2 separate regions of the Mus musculus genome follow, and region 1 is linked to region 2. A link is a contact called in public Hi-C data. All regions are on one chromosome and are shown on one strand. The core of a region is the stretch at or near the end of the contact, and the rest is flanking DNA. Distances in the headings are between cores, read along the strand shown.

The links. Hi-C and Micro-C count contacts between places; a contact is called where the count stands out from the background.
Region 1: a contact with region 2 is called in a Hi-C map of the N1E-115 cell line, with 1.6 times the contacts expected there. The contact joins two enhancer-like sites. A contact is called at or near these places in 3 of 484 Hi-C or Micro-C datasets (the N1E-115 cell line, muscle stem cells and nephron progenitors) and 1 of 115 datasets of contacts at active chromatin or transcription factors (large pre-B cells).

What each region holds. Positions count from the first base shown.
Region 1 is chr14:23,896,378-23,899,922 of GRCm38.p6, forward strand. All of the region lies in intron 1 of Kcnma1 (potassium large conductance calcium-activated channel, subfamily M, alpha member 1), which reads right to left. Among named protein-coding and RNA genes, the nearest start is that of Kcnma1, 110 kb to the right of the region's middle. Within about 2 kb of position 1,769, at least 16 of the 459 cell types and tissues checked have an H3K27ac peak or open chromatin away from gene starts, as enhancers often do. A contact at or near this core is called in the N1E-115 cell line, where this site is marked.
Region 2 is chr14:23,703,430-23,707,006 of GRCm38.p6, forward strand. All of the region lies in intron 2 of Kcnma1 (potassium large conductance calcium-activated channel, subfamily M, alpha member 1), which reads right to left. Among named protein-coding and RNA genes, the nearest start is that of Gm51422, 55 kb to the left of the region's middle. Within about 2 kb of position 1,827, at least 9 of the 459 cell types and tissues checked have an H3K27ac peak or open chromatin away from gene starts, as enhancers often do. A contact at or near this core is called in the N1E-115 cell line, where this site is marked.

The DNA.
Region 1 (3,545 bases), core at 519-3,018, 190 kb after region 2:
GAGGACAACAGCAGCATGTGTGAGTCCCATGCCACCCACTGAGGTGGCTCAATAAGGAGAGGCACGCCGGGGGTGTGGTCTCCACACTGTATATGCAGACATCTTTAACTCTCGAGGTAGACACTGAATGTGTTTGTAAAGAACAGACCAAGTCAAAGCGAGGTCACTAGAGTAAATCCTCATCCAGTACGACTGGTGTCCTAGGAGGAAGGGACGAGGAGCCAAACAGAAGGCCATGTGACTTCACAGAGAGAGCAGGGCCAGGCTACCTATGAGCCAAGGAAACAGATCTCATAGGAATGCAGCTTCCGTCCTACCAACACCTTGACCTGGGACTCCAGAGAGAGAGGAAGGTAACTGTGCTGTTCTAGCCCCTCTCCTGGGTACCGTGTTACAGCAGTCATCCTTCCCAGGGATGGCTCCTTGCTAACACCTGTCTGACAATCAAGGCAACCTAGCATCCTGAGACCCCACGCTAAGACAAGAAAGACAAGGAAGTCCTTAAGCTAAGATGATAGGTGCAATCTGGAGCACGTCCTTGGTCCTTTGAGGACCTGTTTCTTCCTCCAGTGGGGCTGCTATACAGGTTGAGATGGCTTCAGTTTGATCCTGAGCCCCTGTTCCTCTATTCCCTCCCCCCAGGACCGGGCAGTATTCTGCTTTGGAGTTCTGCTTCCATGCCTGTCCTGCCTGCTTTTCAGGTTCACGGCTACAGACTGAGATTTAACAAGCTCTAACGAGGTTGCATGCATGGCTAAAACCCTCCAACAGTGCTCCTAGTACTGACATGGACAGCCAACCTCCTTACTGTTGCCTACAAAGATCTATAAAAACAGCCCCTGGAAACCTCCTAGCATAGCACCATGGGCTGCACACTTCACTCAGAGATGTGTCTGTGCAGTGTGAAAAGAGCAACTGCTTTCCATCCTACCTCAGGACCTTTGTACAGACTGGTTCTACTGAGAGATTCTTCCCTCCAATTTCTACTGGGCTGGCTTCCTTTCCAGATATCTCTTCCTCAGAGAGGCCTTTCCCACCGTCAGGAAATATTTTCCATTACTCCATACCTTGCTGGCTGTCTTTCCAGAGGTTAATAGAAACTGACATTGCCACCAAAAAGCCACCCCCACACACACACACTGCTGCCTAATGTTCTGTGGCATGCGCTGTATCTAGTACTTTGCCCAGTGCCTAGAAGGAACTTGGTGTGTGTTGCCTGTATGGGGGGGGGGGGGCGCAGGGGAGTGAGAAATCCCTGAAAAAACATAAAGTCCTCCTAAGAACTAGCCAAATGGTTCAAAGACAGAAAGGCATCATGGAATAAAACAAGCAGCCATAGGCTGGCTATGTGAGGCCTTTGAACCAGCAAGAGAGCCACATGGAGGCTTCACCCCTGCTGGGGCTACCCTGTTCTATCCAGCTACGGAAGCTGCACAGCACACACAGCACTTGACTACTGTAGCTCCAGTACTGTTGAGCCGCTGAGCATCCTCCTGGGAACCAGAATGGGGATCCCAGATTCACCAGCAAGGCTGACTCCCTCTCCCCACCCTCCACCCCCACCCCAATCCTTGAGTGGCACCCACCTGCATCTGGCTACTTCTAGCAGAGCTTCCTTCCTGCCACCAGCCTGGGCCCTGCACAACCTCAGTGGGCGGGCTTGTGATTCACAGATGGCCTGTCATTCTCAATGCTAGCAGCACACACCAGTTTGCCTATCTTTAGATGTTCCACAGACTGAAAAAAAAAATCAATTTACCTGCCTGGCACGCAGGCTAGAAGCCTCCTGATAACATCAGTGAGCAATACGGGGCTTCCCCTCGGTATACCCTGGTACATCAGGCTCTCTGCGAGGTTCAGAGGGAAAGACAGTGCTTCTGTCTGAGGTCCAGCAGCCCCCACTCTACCCCAAGGCATGTTATTCTGTCCTTTGGAACTAGCCAAGTCTCAGGGGAAGAAATAGACAGAGAGTCAATCCTGGACGTACCAACAAGGGAACAAAAGTCATTCTCCATGCCCACCCACCCAAGCTGCCCACTCTTCTGCCACAGGATTTTTGTGGAGTCACATTAGACCAGGTCACCCCAAGAGTGTGGCTTTGGTATCCTCTTTAGGGCCTGGATCAGCTAGAAAGGAAGTGGGTGCCCAAGGCAGGCCCTTGAAGCTTTCTGCCTTTCCTAACACTGCAGTTTAGAAAACCTCAGGTAGGTTGGGCAAGGTGAGATCCTGGATGTGGGAAGGGAAGTAATCTAAGATGCTCAGGGCTAACAGGTGTCAGACCTTTGCTATTCCTCCCAATAAACACTAGGTACCAGCTTAATGAGCAGAACAAGGCAAAAGAGAAGCTGGGGAGCATGCGCTAGGAACAAAGGAGACCTGCCCCTGCAAAGCTGCACCACCTCTATACTGCTTTTGCATCTTCCAATTCCCTGTGCTTAGCCTTTTGGATGTCCTTGACCTCTGATCTTTATCCCATGCACCCACATGTAGAAGCCATTGTTACAGACATGGGAGACATGTTCTCTATGTTGTTCAGGGACGCGGCCTGAAGCTCTGCCCCTATCTGCTTCTTTCTGACCTCAGAAGGGACTCACTGGGACTCTTCAGCATAGAGGCCAAAGAGTGCTGGCTCCCATCTGGGCTGTCAGCAGAACTCTGGAGCTAAGGAGACATTTGTGAGAATATACAGAAGGCCCACATTTGTTTCCCTAATCCAAAGACAGTGTTTTTTAAAGGCATGGGGGCAAAGGGTAACTTGCAACTGTTGTGCCTATTAGTCAAGATGCCGTGAAGGGATGCAGGCCATCTGTGCAGATCTTCAATCATTTTTGTTAGAAAAGTGAACAACCCAGATATTGTATCCAAAAACTTTGGTCCATAAATGGAAATGATGAATTTAAAAAACAAACAAACAAACAAAAAACTAACTGTGCCAAGAACACCAATCTATTTGCAGAACCTGAGTTTGTTCCCTGTGAAGCAGAGTAGGGTGTCAGTGGTCCTAGGAAGATCAGAAGACTTCCTTCTCCTCTATTTCTCCTTAGGGAGGTCTTCCTGGCTGTAGTCTAAACATACAGCTCTAAACCAAGATGACAGCCAGCAATCATGGCTCCACTTACTTGAAGGTTGGAAACAAACCTAAGGGGAATCATCACAAATCACACTGTAGGTGCCATGGCCCAAGTCCCAGGGCTCGCCTCGCCTCATGCTGGCCCCTACTCAAGACTGGCTCCTCCCCATCCCAGCACTCAGCAGCCGCACCATCAGATCCTCCTGTACATACCCTACTTCCAGGGCCCACGCATCCACTTAAGCACCCACCAGCTGGGAACCACACAAGGAAGGGTGGAGTGTTCCATCTCCCAACCCTGCAGCCAGACCCAGAGCCTGTGGATCACAGGTGCAGCTCCAAGCAGAACCAAGTAACTCAATCAAAAAGCAAATGATCTCTGAACCCCAGCCCGAAGAGAACCCCATACAGCCAAGGGTTCTGGGGAGACCAGATTTTACAAGTGACACATATTGAGCTAATCTCTCCATTGAAG
Region 2 (3,577 bases), core at 577-3,076:
ACATGTCAGTGTGCATTCCAAATGACAGATGAGTTTTTACCTCATCTAAAGTCACTTTAAAGGCAAGGTGGAGACAGAGGTCATCCCCCTGAGAAATCAGAAAGTAGAGATTATACACTCCAACACAATATCAAGCCCTCTTGAGCCCAACTTCAACTGAATCTTGGTTAGCATAGTGTTTCGCTTCCTGTTTTGGTCCAAGACCCCAAGGAGAGAGGCTCTAGAAGTGACACTACCAGGAAAACTAGAGAGCTAATACCATAGCCACAATGAGTCATCACAGTGATGACGCTCAGACTTCAGTCTGCCCACAACCACCTGGAAAACTCATCCAGATGCAGAAGATGGAGCCCGTTCTGCCCCAAGGGGAATAGGATAGAGCCTTAGAATCTATAACTCTAACTGGTCCCAAAGGTAATACTGGCCTCACCATTCGCTCAGAGACAATTTGAGCCAAACATTTCATTTCACTAATGCAAAAGATCTGGAACCAGAGAGGCTATGATGGCCAAGGTCACCCACCACATCAGCGACACAGTTGGGGACCAGCATCATAGCTCTTACATTCTCCTTTGTTCCTGCTCTACCAGACTTACTTTGAATCGCCAATCAGCTCCGTCACTGTATGAACTAAGTCATTTTGAATACTAAGTGCTTTTCCTATTTCATCTCCTTTATCCTTGTTATCACTTTTGAGGCTGGGGCACTGGTCTTATTTATAAAGAAAGGGACGTTTGAACAAATTTAACAGCGGTGAATTTATCTTGGAATCTTAAGTCAAATAGCCTAGCTGGAGTCCACCCAGATCTGCTTGACTCAGGCTGCTCTTCCATAGGTCTCACCCAGTTCTCGAAAGACAGATTCCTACTACAATTTGCTGAAAGTAAAACTTAACAGCCTCAGCTCACAGGGGGAAATCTACAGTCTGGGGCAAAACAAAGACAGTATACACTGGGCAAGTGTGTTTTTAAAACCCATGTCCAAGAGAACCACAGGAAAAGGATGCTGAAGCCCCAACTCCTCCAGAGGTAGCTTGTTAATTTCTTTCCAAACCTTTCAGGGGTTCAAGGCCTAGACCCATGAGTGTGACACAACAGAGTTATAAATTCTGCCCCCAAGAGTCCTGAGGTTCTCTCCAAACAAAATTAATAGCCTGCAAACTCTAAATGGGTGATTACAATCTATAAAGCAGCTCACAAAATGACTTCATGGGGATTCATATTTATTCCCTCCCACTGATTTCCACTATAAATTTGCTCTGTTTATGAGTAAAAAGTTTCCTCTGCTATGAGTGCAGGCATAATACTCTTCTGCAGATGGAAACATCTGGCTGAGTTGCTTAGAGCTAATTTTGCCACTGGTGGTCTTGGCCAGTGGGAAGCATGGCAGAACCTGCCAGGAAAGCTCAGAATCTGAAGGTCTCTTGATTATTGGCATCCTGTGAACATGGCCTTAGATCCTGCAAGGGTTGGAGGCAACAGGGTGGGTAATCCATCTATGAATTCTCCTGTAGCAACATCTCCAGAGCTGTCTTTCTTGTGGTCTTAGACCTGAGGGTAGAGTATAATGTACAAGAATGTAAATCAAGATCCAAGTGTGGTTGTTCCCAGACAGCTCTCATGCATGAGAAGACACAGTGTGCTACTCAGCTTTCTCTTACTATACCAAAACACTTTGAGAAAATCAACTTATACAAGAAAAGGCTTCTAATGTTTTAGAGTTTTCAATATGTGTATAATTGGACCCAGTGCTCACGGGCCTGGGATAGGACAAGCTACTCAAATCGTGGCACAAGCAAGACATGTAGATGAAGGGACAGATAGAGACAGAGATAGAGACAGACATCAGAGTCTCACAATGTTCTTCAAGGGCACACCCTACATGGCTTCAATTCCTCCAGTACCATCATGGGCAAGAAGCCAAGCCTTTTACTCACAGGACTTTGGGAAACTGTCCAGATATAAACCATAGCAGATAGATAGACTGTTAAACAGACCAAAAAAAACCAAAACCAAAAACAAAAACAAAAACAAAAACCAGTACAGAAACAGGTCAGACACCATGAACAGGAATGGCCAATCTGCCGTGCTGGTAGTGATTTTCTTAAAGGGCAAACTGGAGGGAGATAAGCAAAACTAGTACAAAGACGGAAAGGGGAGCTTCCACAAATCCAGTGACCCCCAGGAGTGGAACTTCACAGCAGCAACACAGAAAAAAACCCAACCCAACACAGAAAAAAACCTGGGTCAGGCAAGTCATGTAAAACCTGTAAGATTCTCTTTCTGTAGATTTCCTTTCCTAAGGATTTGCACGACAAAGATTTTCTTCTAAGCACAAAGGGGACAACTGGCAAGCTTTCAGACGGAAATTAATGTGACCAGAAAAGCATCTTAGACAGATCCTTACTGTTGCTGCAAGAAAGATGCTCTTGCCAGGAAGGGGGGAGGGGACTGCTAGGAGGAAATGTCACCAGGCTTCTAGCCTACCATCACAGCTGCCTACACAAGCAGTGGTAGTGGCCTGGGCTAGGGGACCAGATGAACAGTGGTGGCATCTCACAGGTTAGGCTGTCCAGAGCTATCTGCCTCAGTTTATGCAAAACGGATGTTGCACCAACAATACAGCAGATTACTCCCAAAGAGCAATGTGCTTGGAAACAACTCAGCAACCAAGGCCAGAGCTGGAAGCCATTGAGAAGCCAGGTTGGTATGAAATTGGCCTGGCCAGACCAACATGAGACATTCATCCTCTTTTAGTCTGTAAAATGACACATAAAGAAAATCCACTGTCTTCTTCTCTTTTCAAATATTGCAGGAGGCTCCAGGTTCATTGGCTGCAGGGCAGGCTGCAAGGAGAGGCTGTTTGAATCTGCTGCACTACTAAACAAAGATGTACTAGGCTGATTCAGGGTCAATATCTTCCATGCTTCCAAATTCTGTCTTTCCAGAGCTCCAGGGGCATTTCTATCAGACCTCTACACATCGACCTCACTTAAGTTCGATTTTACTTTGGCAATTCTATTCTCTTTATTTGTGTCTAGTAATTGCATGTTTGTCACTCACATCTCACAAGAAGATAAAGTCACCAGAAAATAGCCACAGTATCCCCACCTATGTAGGGCCACAGGTGAATAACTTCAGACTACCTGGGCTAGGAAGAGATGGAACTACCTCAGGGGACCACTGTGACACAGACATACAGGGGAATAGCATGAAATGTGCTTATGGAGGAATCTTCAAGGTGTAGCTAAGCTATCCATTATTCCATGGTGCCTAGAGCTACCTAGAGACTTTAAGCATTTGACATGAAAAATACATCTCTGGACCATACCCAGTCTTTTCATATGCTCTCCAACCTGAGTCCAAACTAAATGCATCCTGGAAGAAATCATGGTTCCTATTTAGGACAGCCTCTCCAGGCAGCCTGGTCCTGTTGTTGATATCTCTCCTGCTGTGGAAGGAAAGCCCCTGTGCGCCAGCCTCAGACATTAGCTCGGCTTACAGAAATGTGTTCCCTTTCAGTAAGGCCGGCTACGATCCCAGGTAATTCCTCTAAGTGCACGCTTAAACCCCAGCAG